2 separate regions of the Zea mays genome follow, and region 2 is linked to region 1. A link is a contact called in public Hi-C data. All regions are on one chromosome and are shown on one strand. Each heading gives the region's core, a stretch centred on a gene start, on an enhancer-like site or on the middle of the called end of the contact. The rest is flanking DNA. Distances are from core to core; before and after follow the strand shown. Region 1 holds the start of LOC100285494 (serine carboxypeptidase F13S12.6). Region 2 holds the start of LOC542364 (alcohol dehydrogenase 2).

Region 1 (7,743 bases), core at 3,072-5,571:
TATCGATTGCAAATTGCTTGACCTGGCACCATCCAACACTGGCTTCGCTTCATGACAACAATTTCGTACTGCCCAAGAGAATCAAAGATTGTTTTTTTTTCATCTTGTTACAGTCAGCTTTTAGCCATTGGGAAGCAAAGAGACATCCAGCATTCCAGCTTCCAACTGGGTCAGCTTTCATGCTGTGTTCCTTGGTCCGCGTATTATAACCTGCCAGTTCATTGCAATCTTTGTTCCATCCAATGCAGATAAGCTTCTGATTATTTTATTCCTGATGCAGATTAACTCTTCCGTGACATGTGCTGTTGCACATTGATCGAGCGGAACTTGGTCAGAAAATAACTCAGTGAAGGAATTTGTCTCCGCCGACAGGAACTGTCAGGCTTAAGGTGACATTATTGCTTGACATCTAGTGAAATGCTGTTGAGCCTGTCGTCACTTGCACAAATCTATGTGTGTTCCAAACTTCGAGGGATGCAGATTGATGATAGTTATAACCACAGCAATAAAAATATTATTTCTGCTCTTTATAAATAGTTAAAGTACTAGTTGAGCATCCAACACATCACACGTCTTTATGAACTACCTTCTTTTGTAGATCCATTCATTGCAGCAAAACTGAAAAAGCAAAATCTAAGCTATTTTTCTGTCTGTCTCCACCTTCTTTTGTAGATACACTTCTAGTCAATGTGTGGATTCGTCGTGTTCGGTAGTCTTTGTCCGAGTACAATGGATCGAAACAGCCCGAGAGCCCGGTCTGGCTGTGCAAAGGGCACCATGTGAGACGCACCTCGCACTGTGGCGAAGGTCAGGAAGTTGCCATACTCCGTCACCCACCCTCCAACCTGGAAGACTTCTATTTGCATCAGAATCTTGTTCATATATATATATACAACACCAGCATATATCAGTAAGCTAGGCTGTGAAGTTGGACAGAACGAAGCCGTGGTTACTATAGAAATAGAACATGCAATGCAAAAGAAAAACTATACCTGGCCTTTGTGGAACCAGGTGCTGTAGGGGACGGTGACATGCAGCCCCATGGCGTGAGCGAGCTCTCGCACAAGGGTTCGGGTGCCCAGCAAGGGCACGACGGAGTCTTGGTCGCCGCTGCAGTGTCGACGACTCATGGTGTCACAACAACTCACACAAGGTATTGGCATGCATGCATGGAGCTCAGAACTGTCTTGCTGCGTACGAAGTAAAAAAAAGGGGGGAGTTTTACAACATCACCTGAACACCCAAAGTGGTATCTTGTGCTCGACGATTCTTTGAAGTGTAGGCAGTATGTTGATGTTGCCGTCGGTGTTGCTGTAGTTCAGGATACTGGCACATGATGGTGCAAATGACCCGTGTGAGAGTTTGGCATTGAGAAGATAACCAAAACCTGATCATCTATGTTCAGTTTCTGATGATTTACATGTGTTCTCAGCATTGTTGAAAGAACTCTATATGTAACAGTAGCACACTTACTCGCTGCACATGCTCCAGTGATGCTTCAGATGCGTCCTGTTAGCATGCAGAGCCTGCTGCACCTCCGGTAGATTGAAGTAGAAAAACCTCTCGTAGGACATGCAGACATCCACGCCAATACTGATCTTCGTCGCCTGCAACCAAGAAGAGCCAATCAAACGAGGAAGAACAGCGTAGTCGGAGGAGCAAGCAATAGCATACGTATTCTCGCAGCCGTAGCTCCTGCATCACGATCGATGGGTAGCAGACGTCGAGAATGACATCGTAGTTGTTGACGTAGTCTCCGACTACGCTGTTCGCTTCCGCGATGGCGTCGTTGCATGACTTGCTCTCGTTGTGAGGGTCGTTGAAGGTGTAGTCCTCAAAGTCGCAGCTGTGGCTGATCGCCAGGAATATCTCGTCGGAGATCATGCCATGAGACCAGAAGTACTCGTAGGTCGCAGGGACGTCCCTGTCAAGCTTGAGGAGCGGATTCCCGATCTGTTCGACGCAAAAAAAAAAAAAAAAAAAAGATAAAACTTAGTAAGGAGGATAAGTACATTATTACTATTATTCTCGGTTACTTACAGCGACTCCCTTAATATTGAACTTGAAACCCTTGGATTTCTCGTTATGGGTGATAAGTACATCAGCGAGCTGTGGTATGTAATGCCCTGCGTTGTGTTATTTATCAGTACTACCATTCACCAAACAAGACACAGCAGGTTCTGCTAAAAACATAGAATTCACACTTAATTGAAATGTACTTCGCTACCTGCGTAACTCTCTCCGGTAAGGAACAAAGCTCTTGATCTGTACTCAGGAAACTTCGCATACCATCCCAACAAAAATTGGTACATGTCATGAGCTGCATAGTTAGATTGACGAACAGTGAGATCCCAGCTTAGCTCGCTGTGTTCAATCAACTGTCAGAGCAACTGACCAGTCCGCACGTCTCCAGTGCTGTAGTCCGATGAAGTGTTCGAATAAGACCATCCAACTCCAGCCGGTGACTCCACGAACAGAAGATTGGACGCTGTGAAATCAAAGGTAAAAGAGCATCGAAGATCTACCTCTGTTAAGACCTGCACTTTCCATTCTTTACTGAAGAAGAATGGGATGGAAATATAGCGACAGCCTAAAGATCGACCTCTGTTCCATGACTTCTTGTTCAATCTGAGGCCTCGGCCGTCTCCTCGCGGATAAAATGGCCCTAGCTCGGTGAAAGCACCACCTCCAACCGAAGAACAGCCAGGACCTGACAACCAAATGGGCTGAGACTTCAAGCAGGAGAACGTTAAAGTGCATTTCCTGACCATTCATTAAGTTCATAGTCATTGTTGTTGTAACTAGTAACCAAAATGTACTAAGAAGTTTATTTTTTTTAAAAAAAAAAAGTGTTTCCTTTTCATCCTCTGATATGAAAATCGAATTATGCCTGAAGCTAGCTTTCTTCCGGTGTCTTTTGATGCATGGGGATCAAATGATTTCTCACTTCTTTTGACATCCACAAGGACCACACGTCCACACAGAGCCCGATAGATAGAGTAAGGCTCTAAACGGGCAAGGTCACATGGTGACATCCAATGACAAAGACACCCTAGTACTTAAGTACTTAGCAAACAGGGTGTCACGATGCAAGTTATTAATGTTAATTCCTTACTATTTTTTTTTTCTTGACAGGTGAGGTGGGTGTGGAGCAGGTAACGAATAGGAGCTAGTCCTCTGTTTCCAGTCCAGGAAACACTCTACCTGGCATCATTAATCCCCACCCACCTGAACAATGAAACATATGCTGGATAGAGAATAAAATATAGATTTTTTTTCTTAAAGGTATACTATTATATTTTAACAAAGGCATATTTGAGAAAATTGATTATTAGTTTCAATCCCTGGTCATGGCTACAGTAAAGTAATAACTAATGCACCAATAAATAATAAAATTTGTAAAGAAACGTATTGAGTGGGAAAAAATACCAATTATTTTCCTTAATGAAACAGTACAGGTGCCACTATAATAAGTGATGGAACATGAGATATGTTTTGTTTCTGCTCAGAAACACCAAACGAAGCTACAAGAGAGATAACAAGAAGAGCCCAGAGGCGGACTGGGATCCAATGGATCTGTGAAGAAGTGGCAAAATCACAAATTTCTCGAAAAACAAAGTCCATCAAAATTCAAGGCACCATGACAAAACTCAAAAGAAGCGAATCAAATGAAATTCTCAACAACAGCCAAATTAACTAAACGGTTCGGTTTTGGAATTCATCAGATGCAAAGTAACGTCCAGAGGGACCAAAACCGTCGGTTCAGGCGCAGTAAACACAAGAGAGAACGAACTCCAGCAAAAAAAAATTGCTTTACTGAGAGAGAGGAGAGAAGAGGAGAGGAGGAGGCGAGCGGTAGCAACCGACCTCCATTCAGCCACAGCGTGAGCGGCTTGGCGGCGGCGTCCTCCCGCGCCTCGGCGAAGTAGTAGAAGAGGCTCCTGCCGGCCTTGGCGTCGACGTCCACGTACCCGGCGAACTGCCTGAACGTGACCGGAGGCTGCCCCGGCAGCCGCGCGACCAAGTCCTCGGCCGGGAACGCCCGCGCGGCACCGGCAAGAAGCCAGCCCACTGCGGCCACCGCCAGCGCCACGGCTCTCCAGGAAGCCGCCATTGCTTGCTGCTGCTGCAGGAGCCGACGACGGAACTGGGAGGGAGGGAGGGGGGAGGCGTTCGACTTTCGATGCCCAGCGGAGGACGGGACGACCGGGGTCGAAGGAAGAAACAGAAACAGTAGCCGCCGCGTCCGGGGAGCGGGGAGGCCCTTTTTATCGGGGGCGCCTAGCTTTTTCACATGTCAGCCAAGCCACGCGAAAAAGACTGTGCGATTAGCTCGTGAGTTGTTGTCATTTCAGTTTTGAGTTTGTTTCGTTTCCATCCGACGGTTTCTGCTCCTGATTTTCGTCGGAGGCGCTGACGACTTTGACCTTCTGTTTCGTCGGGAAATATACAAGATGCAAATTGAAAATGTTAGTACGTGGTTAATTACCTTTCATTTTCCTCGACAACATATGTAGGTGGTGGATTTTTTATTATATGATTTATCGATACAAGATATCGTGCCAGTTGTCATTCTTTGCAGCAGTGTACTAGTTCCTCCTGTTCATGGCCTGCAAGTGCAATCCCATTTTCCACATGGTACATTACAGTACAGTACAGTACAGGCGTTTCAGCTCTCATTTCAACCACTGGAACTGAACTCTTGGTCTTGTTTAAGGTAAGCATTAGGGCTTAGGATCTAGGGTTGGTCGGCATTATGACTCCTACTACTCCTACCCCCTACCTGAGACTGATGAATAGGTAGCCGTTGGAGGGAGTACCAGGGAAGCGATAAGAAGCCATTTACTACTGGCAGCCATTCTCAGCTTGAGTTGGAGTAGGGTCGGGTCAGAGGTCAGAGGCATTCAAGCCCGTGCGTCAGCCCCGGCCGTCACCAAGGAAGGCTGCAATGGCTTGGCATATGTGGCCCGTCAGGCTCACAGCTCACCTCATTCAAGCCCCATCAGACTGTCTTCAGCGGTTGCCCCTAAATTTGGCCCCCTATATCCCACTCACGTGCCACATCAGCGTTCTCTTTCCCTCTATATCTCCACCCTGTACAGCGGTTCCCCCTAAATCCTTCCCCTACACCCCACTACAAACATTTTCTATACTTACTTTTCACCTCCTATCAATTTTTATTCTACTAACAATTAATTGAACAGTACAAGCACAGTATTTAGAGGGCTTGCCACAGCCCTCCATATCTAGCGGAGCACTGCTCTCAGCGCTACCACTGTTGCTTGCAGGAGAAGGTTTAGAGGTGGCCGCTGCACCCATCTCGTTACCCTAAACGTGCACAGTGCAAGGGGAGGGGGAAGGGCGTGGCATGCGCTGAAGACAGTCTCATGTCAGACGCGTCCAGTACTCCAGCAGCAGTAGCCTAGCTCTGGATTACTTAAATGTTCGCCCAGTTTTCAAAATAGTTGTTAATATGCTTCTTCTTTTTTGTTAATCTCGTTTTTTAAATAGTTAATTAACCTTTAATTTTATCGTATATATTCTCTCCGTTCTAAGTTACTACACGTTTTTATTTCTTTTTAAATATATAGATTTTATTTACTATATATACTTATATATACAGTGAGTATATCTAGATTTATATTTATAATAGAAGCGATATATCTAGGGGGAAAACGTCTAATAATTTACAATATATAGAGTATAAAAGGAACTATTGACATTTATAATAGATAATCAATACTATTAGGTAGACATTTGAATATCTTTCAATGAACTTATTTTGATATACAATATCGTCATTTCTCTCGTTCCACCGAGCTACCACACCGACTTCACAGCCCTTTATCATTGCACACATAGATGTCGTGGAGACACTGCTATTGTTACTGTGGCATTCACCAGCAACGAACTCGAGGAGGACATGTGAACATGTTGCTCTTGCCGGTACGTGAGGACATTCGACTACTTCCACTACATTAACGCATTCTTCGTTCGGTCCAATGCGCATCTGGTTGTAACGATTGATTCATGCTATTCACATCGTATCTTGGTTAAACATGGTAGATATGCTAGTAGAGATGTCAATGGGGACCCGATACTCGCTAACCCGTGGGAAATTCGCCTATTAGGGTACGGGTATGGGACAAAAATTGTCACCATGAGTATGGATATGGGACAAAATCTCTACCCATTGGGTAAAAGTTTGGGAAGCAATAATCTGAACCCGATTACCCATGGGTATTTCATACGTCTACATCTGTCGTGTTTGTATGAATGAGTTGAGGCCGAGCCGGCCACCAAGCCCAGCACGACAGCGCACCAGGCCCCAGGTCCTAGCCCAACAAGGCAACACAACAAGGCAACTAGCAGACTAGCAACAAACAAAACCCTAAAATAAACTAGCCATATGCTACGCCCTGCCCAGACGTTGATAACGACCATGAATTCTCAGGCGTCAACGAACTCAGATGGTGACCAAGGAAGGTGAGTAGACTCTATTTCTTCATTTATTCTATCGGTCTCGAAGTACTTATTTCTTTTTTGATGGATGGATATGAATGGATCATGGTTCATGGATGAGTGCTTGTCGATGTGGTGATGTCTGAAATCTAAATAGTTTGTGCTACCTGTTAGTACCTAGTTATCTCTTAATTGGGGATGGGGACCCATTGGGGACCCGAAACCCGAATGGGGATGGGTATGTGTCGGTGTTTCGAACCCGGGGGTCCCTGGACCGACGAGTAAATTATCGCCGCGTGCCCCAGCCCAGATGGGTCGGTGCGAGACGGAGCGCGAAGGGGGGAAGCAGCCGGAGGGAGACGGGCGTGAGAGGTGGAATCCCGCGGCCTTCGTGTTTGTCCCGCGCCCTGGTCGGGTGCGCTTGCAGTAGGGGGTTACAAGCGTCCACGCGGAAGGGAGCGAGCGGCCTCACGCGAGCGCCGTCCCGTCCTTCCCCGCGCGGCCAACCCTCTGTAAGAGGGCCCTGGTCCTTCCTTTTATAGGCGCAAGGAAAGGATCCAGGTGTACAATGGGGGTGTAGCAGTGTGCTAACGTGTCTAGCGGAGGAGAGCTAGCGCCCTAAGTACATGCCATCGTGGCAGCCGGAGAGGTTTTGGCACCCGGTTCGTGTGGTGTCGTGGCCGTCGGAGGAGCGCTGGAGCCTGGCGGAAGGACAGCTGTCGGGGCTGTCGAGTCCTTGCTGACGTCCTCTTGCTTCCGTAAGGGGGCTGAGAGCCGCCATCGTCATAGAGCGCGCGGGGCGCCATCATTACTTGTCTGGCGGAGCGAGCCAGATGGGACGCCGGTCTTGTTCCCCGTAGCCTGAGTCAGCTTGGGGCAGGGTAATGATGGCGCCTCCTGTTGACGTGGTCGGTCCGTGCCCTGGGTTGGGCGATGTGGAGGCTCCTCCGAGGTCGAGGTCGAGTCTGTCTTCCGAGGCCGAGGTCGAGTCCGAGCCCCTGGGTCGGGCGAGGCGGAGACCGTCGGCTGAGGCCAGGGCTGAGTCCGAGCCCTGGGGTCGGGCGAAGCGGAGTTCGTCGTCTTCCGGGGCTGAGCCCGAGTCCGAGCCCTGGGGTCGGGCGAAGCGGAGTTCGTCGTCTTCCGGGGCTGAGCCCGAGTCCGAGCCCTGGGGTCAGGCGAAGCGGAGTTCGTCGTCTTCCGGGGCTGAGCCCGAGTCCGAGCCCTAGGGTCGGGCGAAGCGGAGTTCGTCGTCTTCCGGGGCTGAGCCCAAGTCCGAGCCCT
Region 2 (6,911 bases), core at 3,397-5,896, 260 kb before region 1:
CTCTATCCCGCAATCAAAGCGCTACAACCTGACACTTGTGTACGTGACGACCACTGTTGATTGACTTACCCACGTTGCATGCATGCATATTGTGTTAAAAAAATGGTGTCCGATGCTGGATTGTTGCATAATACAGTTGCGAATAGCTTAGTCAAACTATTTTAATTTTGATAGAGACTAACGGTTTTTTGTTTGCGTATACAAGAAGGAAAATATATAATACAAATTTGTGATACATTGTTTTGCTATATATGAATGATGAGTAATTTCTCCATAAAATGAAAATATATTGTAATAAGTATTTCAATTTCGTGATGTACAAAAAAATATTCTTTTTATAAAAGCGATAGGTAAAAACAATATAAATAATGAAATCTGGTAGCATTGTAGATATAGAGGACCAAATTTAGGGGATGTTGCTGGAGACTGATAAGATATAGAGGACGAAATCTTTTAGAGTGTGCTGTAAAGGACAGAGAATATTCTTTTAGAGGATGAAATTTAGAGGACGTTGCTGGAGACAGCCTAAGGCCTTGCTCAGTAAAGGGTATATAGTTATACAAAACACTATTTTGTACTGCACATCAGAATTAGTTTGCTGATTGACTGATTCCCCGGTCCTTTGCTACAGCGTGTCAGAATCTGCTCATTCGCTTCACGGGAACCATGGTTGATATATAATAACGTGCGGAATCCAATTCTTGACTTGTGGAATGGAAGCAACTTTCAATTCAAAACTGATACGTACAGATTATTTTACAAAACCGTTGATGTGCTGACAGCACAGGGAGTGATCGGCCCGGGCCCATGGACATGCTTGGAACCCTACTGGACAAAGCGGCACTGACACAGAGAACCTAAATTGTTGACTTGTACTATCTATAGCATCCGCTTATTTGACAGCGACGGTCTCGAGAATCGTATAATCCTGTCAAACACCTACCCTGCCATCGAGCTATTGTCCCGAATAAAAAAAATTAAACTAGTAATCAAGGAGAATCAACAAGAATCTGATGATGCGAATAAATCGGCGACCGTAAGAGTCTTGCCTAGAAATAACGGAAACAAATGGGGGCCTAAAGAGTCATGACAATCGAGGTGTTGTTTGGTTCACCTATCTATAACGTGGACATGGTAACCGATAACGTTAAACATATGTTTATTTAAGTCCAACCGTAATCAGATACCACACTAGAAACTAACACCGTCTTATTCAAACTGCCTATCGCTGGTAATCGAGTGTTAATCACTACTATTTACGTTACATTTTGTGAATACCGAATGGTACCTCAAGTAAATCTGCAATTTGCGAGGGAGGGAGGCCTTGAAGGTCTGGAACATTATTAATATCTACAGTATCTCATTATTGTCATGCAAAATGGTAATTACAGACAGGGGATTCTGAAACCTGGACACAAACTTCTTCCTTTGTTTTTTTTCTGGGAGGGGGTTGTTCTGAGAAGGGTTGAAACCTGACCACACACTGACGATAAAGGTGAAACCCTGGAACAGAATAATACAGGATGGGCACAGGACAAACACTAACGTTTTATTGCTACTGTGTACTACACAAGCTGGAGGACTGGAGCGCCTTCAACTTTTCATGCCCATTTGCTGTGCGACATGCCTGCCCTGCAGGAGGAGCAAGCTTGCAATGAAGCTCTAATCCTCCATCCTCATGATGCAGCGCAGGCTCTCCCCCTTGAGCATCAGGTCGAACGCCGTGTTGATCTCCGAGAAGGGCACGCTGTGCGTGATGAACTTCTCCAGCTCCAGCTCCTACGTACGTACACAACACAAACACACACATCGCATGTTGATCGTCAGTCAGGGATACGGTTGAACCGTAAGCAGGTCAGGTACGTACTCCAAGGTTCTTCAGGCGGCGGCTTACCTTCTTCATGTACATCTCGACGACGTTGGGCAGGTCGGTGCGGGGCTTGTAGTTTCCGAAGAAGGTGCCCTTGAGTGTCTTCTCGCTGAGGAAGTTCATGGGGTGGGTCTTGAACTGGTCGTCCTTGTGCGGGACACCCACCAGCACGGCGACACCCCAGCCCTGCATTTGCATTTCAGAGTTCCATTTCAGCCTGAAAGCAGATGATGGTGGTGATAGAATCGCACAAGATTGAGCTGAGGCGAGCACATACGTCGTGGACACATTCGAAGGCGGATATCATGGCGTTGATGTTACCGGTGCACTCCACGCTGCGGTCGACGCCGCCGTTGGTCAGCTCAATCAGCACCTGCAATGCAACACAGGAGCACCAACGAGCAGTGGATATCAGATACATGTAGGATTTTAGTTTCTTTGTCCTGAACAAAGGATCGCCGTCAGTAATATATATACTGCGACAAAGCTAAGCACACCTCTTGCACTGGCTTGTCGTGGTCCTTGGGGTTAACGAATTCAGTGCAGCCAAATTTCTTAGCTGAAAAACGAAAAGCAAATGGAAGTAAGTTCTCTGTGCCGCAGGCATCAAGAATCATACAAGTACAAAACTGCCATTTCACACATAATATATAAGGTCTTGTTCGGTTGCAATGGATGAAATGACATCACATCATGGATTTAATCCGGTTCTGAACTGGGTGAATCCATACCTCACACTCAATCTTATGGTGAGATTAAATCCATCATTTAATCTATGTATCTTTCAAACCTACTTATTTTTAATACATGGATTCTAATATAAATTTGTATAATATTTTTATGGATTTTGTTTCATATCTAGTGAGCTATGGATAGAATCTATGCCTTCTATAGTTTAAAAAATTCACAAAGCCTTTGTTATAGTTTAGGATGGGTTTAACTGGATAAAAAATTAATTAGGTTTGGATTATTTTGGAGTATGGATTATGATATAGATTTAATTCCAATCCACATTAATCAGAGCTGGATTGGTGTAAAAAAATAAGGCCTAAGATGGCATTAATTAGTTTAGTTATACCTTGCTCGTATTTTGCTGGGTTGATGTCCACGCCGATGATCCTTGATGCACCAGCCAGTCTAGCACCTTCCATAGCCTGATCGATCATGTACGTTGAAACATATATAGTATACAGTGAGTGTTCATTCCATACATATTCCAATCATATGAAAAAAAATAAACCTCATAAAACTTCCACCACCACTTACAGCAAGGCCTACAGCCCCAAGCCCGAAAATCGCCACCGTCGAGCCCTTGGCTGGTTTCGCCACATTCAGTGTCGCGCCAAGGCCTGCACCAAAACGACGGCGACAGTTCAGTAAGCTGTAAGCCATCCTGCTAAAGCACGGCATGGCCATGGAATGGAAATGGCATCTTTGCTTACCGGTCGAGATACCACAGCTGAGGATGCAGACTTTGTCGAGAGGCGCCTCGGGGTTGATCTTGGCCAGGCAGCCGACGTGGATGACGGTGTACTCGCTGAAGGTGGACGTCCCGACGAAGTGGAAGATGGGCTGCCCGCTGATGGTGAAGCGGGACTTACCGTCGCCGATCATCACGCCGCGGTCGACGTTGATCCTGAGGAGGTCGCACATGTTGCTCTCCTCCGACTTGCAGTGGGCGCACTCCTTGCACTCGCCGGTGAACACCGGGAGGACGTGGTCGCCTGGCGCGAGCTCGGTCACGCCCTCTCCGACGCTCTCCACGATGCTGCGACCAAGAGCGGGTCGTTAGCTTGGAAATAGACGTATTAACAGAGCTAGTATTAGTGGTCCTGGCTGCTGTAGCTTGTCTCTATCCGTCTTATGGAGAAAAAAATGAAAGAATAAACATCTTAAGTGCAGATTCTTTGTGTCATGGGCTCATGGCTGACGTTGTGTGTTCCTTGAATCTGCACATGAGGCTTTAATTTATACCCAATTAATTCAATAAAATATGCACGCTTGCTTTCTTTAGTAGTGGATCTTAAATCCACTGCCAAACCAGCTGTGCTCGAGATGAATCATGAATTGACGAGCTATGTTTAGAACCGACGCGCTAAATTAAACTAGTAGAATCGCATGATAATAAGACACATAGGTGCACATCTAAAAAAACAGTGGAAAGAAAGTGATGAGCTCAGTACAGGCAGTAGAGAAAACAGTAACAGCACAAGAGGACAGGGAGATGGAAGCATACCCTCCCGCTTCGTGTCCTAAGATCCTCGGGAACACCGGGGTTTGCCCCTGCACAAGACAAGATTCAGCCAAAAATCACTGGTTAGGCCCAGATCTGTCATGCTCATGCATATCAACGTTCTGCGGCTAGAGATGCAGCAGGCACAGACCTTGGCCTCCCAGAAGTAGACGTCGGTGTGGCAGAGCGCGGTGTAGAGGATCTTGATACGCACCTCCATGGCCTGCGGCGGCGCTACCTCCACCTCCTCGATGGACAGCGGTTTGCCGGCCTCCCACGCCACGGCGGCTGCAGAGGGATCCAAGAACAAAATCAATCCAGTGATTTAGGCTGCTAGCTAGCTAGTAGCCATCACGAAAGGTGGAGGTAGAAGACGCACGCACCTCTGCACTTGATCACCTTCCCTGCTGTCGCCATTGCTTGCTCTCTCTCTCTCTCTTTCACGGAGCTCGATCGATGGACCACTCCAAGAACACGAGAATGGAATCCTTTTGCTACTGCTTCTTCGCACTCTTTACACTTGGCTGATGATGAGAAGTTGGTGAGGAAGAAAACGGGGACGAGTACTGTATATATAGTGGTCTAGAGTCTAGTCTACGAGGGAGGCAGCAAGAACGCCTGGACCGTAGCGGCGCAAGTGGGGGAAGAAAGGCTCGGATTTTTTTTGTAGTCGCGGTTAGAAACCAGGGAGGCAGGGAGGTGTCCGACTGTCCGCTGCCGCATTCCGTTTTCCCGGCCTCCGCGAGCCAGCCTTCGGGCCGCCGGTTTCTGCCTCCGGCGGTTTCTTGTTTACCGTTTTCCGGGTCCTCTAGTGGTACTTAGCTAGGACTACTTCTCAATGATAAATTATAGAATTAATAATTGTATATATGTCCCTTAACTGTACAAAATTAGATAGCTAGTTCATTTTGATACCATAGAGAGGTATAAAAATGAACTAATTTCCAATTTTTAAAATTTTGAGTGCTATATTTCCAACTGGCCCTAAATTATAAGATATTTAAGTTTCGTTATATTAATTATATTATACATGTACTTACAAGTATATAAAAATTATATTAAAACATAAAACATCTTATAATTAAAAATAGAGCACATACTATTTTATAAATAGAGAGCTATAGCTCAATTTTTCTCTAAAAACTATAAAAAACACTAGTAAAAAAGCTCTATGTCTGCGGTGAAGTCTAATTTCTACAAGCGATTTTGGTTATCGAGTACCAGTGAAAACAAATTGGCTGGCCCGATTTAAGAACTGCCCGTGGAAACAACTTTGTACTAGTGGTTTTCTTAAAAAAAAGCGCCAGTGAAAATCGTGCATTTCTACTAGCAGTTTCTTATGAAATCCGCTAGTAAAATTCATTTTATCTAGATTTTTTAGTTTCTCAAATGACCTTGTACGTAAAAATCATATAAATAAAAGTTGTAGATCTCTAAAAGTTACGAAACTTTGTAATTCGATCGCTGTCAGTGTGGGGGTCCATAATATTTTTTATTTTGCTACTTTTAAAACCCAGTTTATATTTCCTAAAAAAGATTTTTAATGGCGGATTTCATATCTCATCCGCTAGTGAAAATCAATTTCAACTAACGGTTGTCATAACTGAACTGTAGTTAAAAATCGATTTTCACTAGTGGTTCTCAATTAACCGCATGTGAGAAAACATTTCTACTGTGCTCTACCACTGATGGTTCTAAAAACGCTAGTGAAGATAGATTACAAACCGTCTCTATATACCTTTTTTGTACTAGTGAAAACAATAGCAAGCTATAAGGTTATGTAACACCTTAACTTTAAAATAATAAAATCTATTTCGATGTCTTTGATTCAGTTTATAGAACATGGCATTAATTACTATTTTTTAGATTAAAAATTTATAAAATTTTTGTTCTTAAACTTGGGTGACACATTCATGTCACTATTTGTTTTTATTTTAGTATATTTAAATTTATTTTGTGGAAATTAAAATTATTTGCTATTTGTATTTACTGTTTATGGCTACCAAGGTGAAGGATCATTTAAGAAAGATATCTTCTCCAAAGAAATAACCAATAGACCCAGTAACGAGGAGGTTCTTTGTGAATATGAGTGAGAAACAAAAGAAAGCTATTCTATCAGATTATGATCACTCTATCAAGAAATCTTAAGGAAACATGTTAAAAAGATGAGTTACAACTCGAAAAATAGCCTCAACCAATTAGTAACATGCCATCCAAAAATGGTATTAATATGGAGGCATTTTTGAAGTCTGTAGGCCTGATGAAAGAACACATGTTGGGGCTAGAAAGTACATACGCAACAACTTCAACAGTTTGGAAGTATGAGTATGGCAAGTTTCTAGTCATACCAGAGCTGGTCAAAGAACTTGCAACATAAATGCGCAGATTCCATGAATGGTACATGGAGAAATTAGCTGTTGAGAGGACCTATATTAGCATGGTCATCAAGATACCAACTACTTCAATGGCATACAACTCTTGTGGTTGGATTTCGACTCGACTAATCGGACCTATATTTTTGAGAATATTTATCATATGCACGAGCGAGACGCTCTCAGTCTTTTCTCTCACTAGTTGCTAGGTTTTTGTAAGTGTTCTCGATATCTCTTGCCGACATTACACTTATGTCTATTCACTATTTGTGTGACCTTAAGCCTATTTCATATCGTATTGGGTGGAGATCTAAAGGAGCCGCAAAGAAGGGATTTGTAATGTGGGCTTCATGGATCCGATGGTGATTAAACAAAATAACATAGCGAATTATCACGATGATACATTGAAGAGAACACTGATGTTCTTATAGAGGCA

The links. A called contact is a pair of places that touch in the nucleus more often than the background predicts.
Region 2: a Hi-C map of leaf shows a contact between it and region 1, with 6 times the contacts expected there. The contact joins the promoter of LOC542364 here to the promoter of LOC100285494 in region 1. A contact is called at or near these places in 4 of 25 Hi-C or Micro-C datasets (ear, leaf and tassel).

What each region holds. Positions count from the first base shown.
Region 1 is chr4:14,222,244-14,229,986 of Zm-B73-REFERENCE-NAM-5.0, reverse strand. It overlaps LOC100285494 (serine carboxypeptidase F13S12.6), which reads right to left and starts at 4,321. Exons shown (of 10, transcript NM_001158386.2): 1 at 3,868-4,321; 2 at 2,603-2,710; 3 at 2,396-2,488; 4 at 2,228-2,320; 5 at 2,041-2,126; 6 at 1,675-1,953; 7 at 1,474-1,607; 8 at 1,234-1,326; 9 at 993-1,110; 10 at 484-845. The coding sequence starts at 4,114. The coding sequence ends at 681.
Region 2 is chr4:14,484,420-14,491,330 of Zm-B73-REFERENCE-NAM-5.0, reverse strand. LOC542364 (alcohol dehydrogenase 2) reads right to left here and starts at 4,646. Exons shown (of 10, transcript NM_001111940.1): 1 at 4,487-4,646; 2 at 4,255-4,391; 3 at 4,107-4,153; 4 at 3,313-3,638; 5 at 3,137-3,219; 6 at 2,949-3,024; 7 at 2,368-2,429; 8 at 2,148-2,243; 9 at 1,895-2,056; 10 at 1,348-1,779. The coding sequence starts at 4,520. The coding sequence ends at 1,663.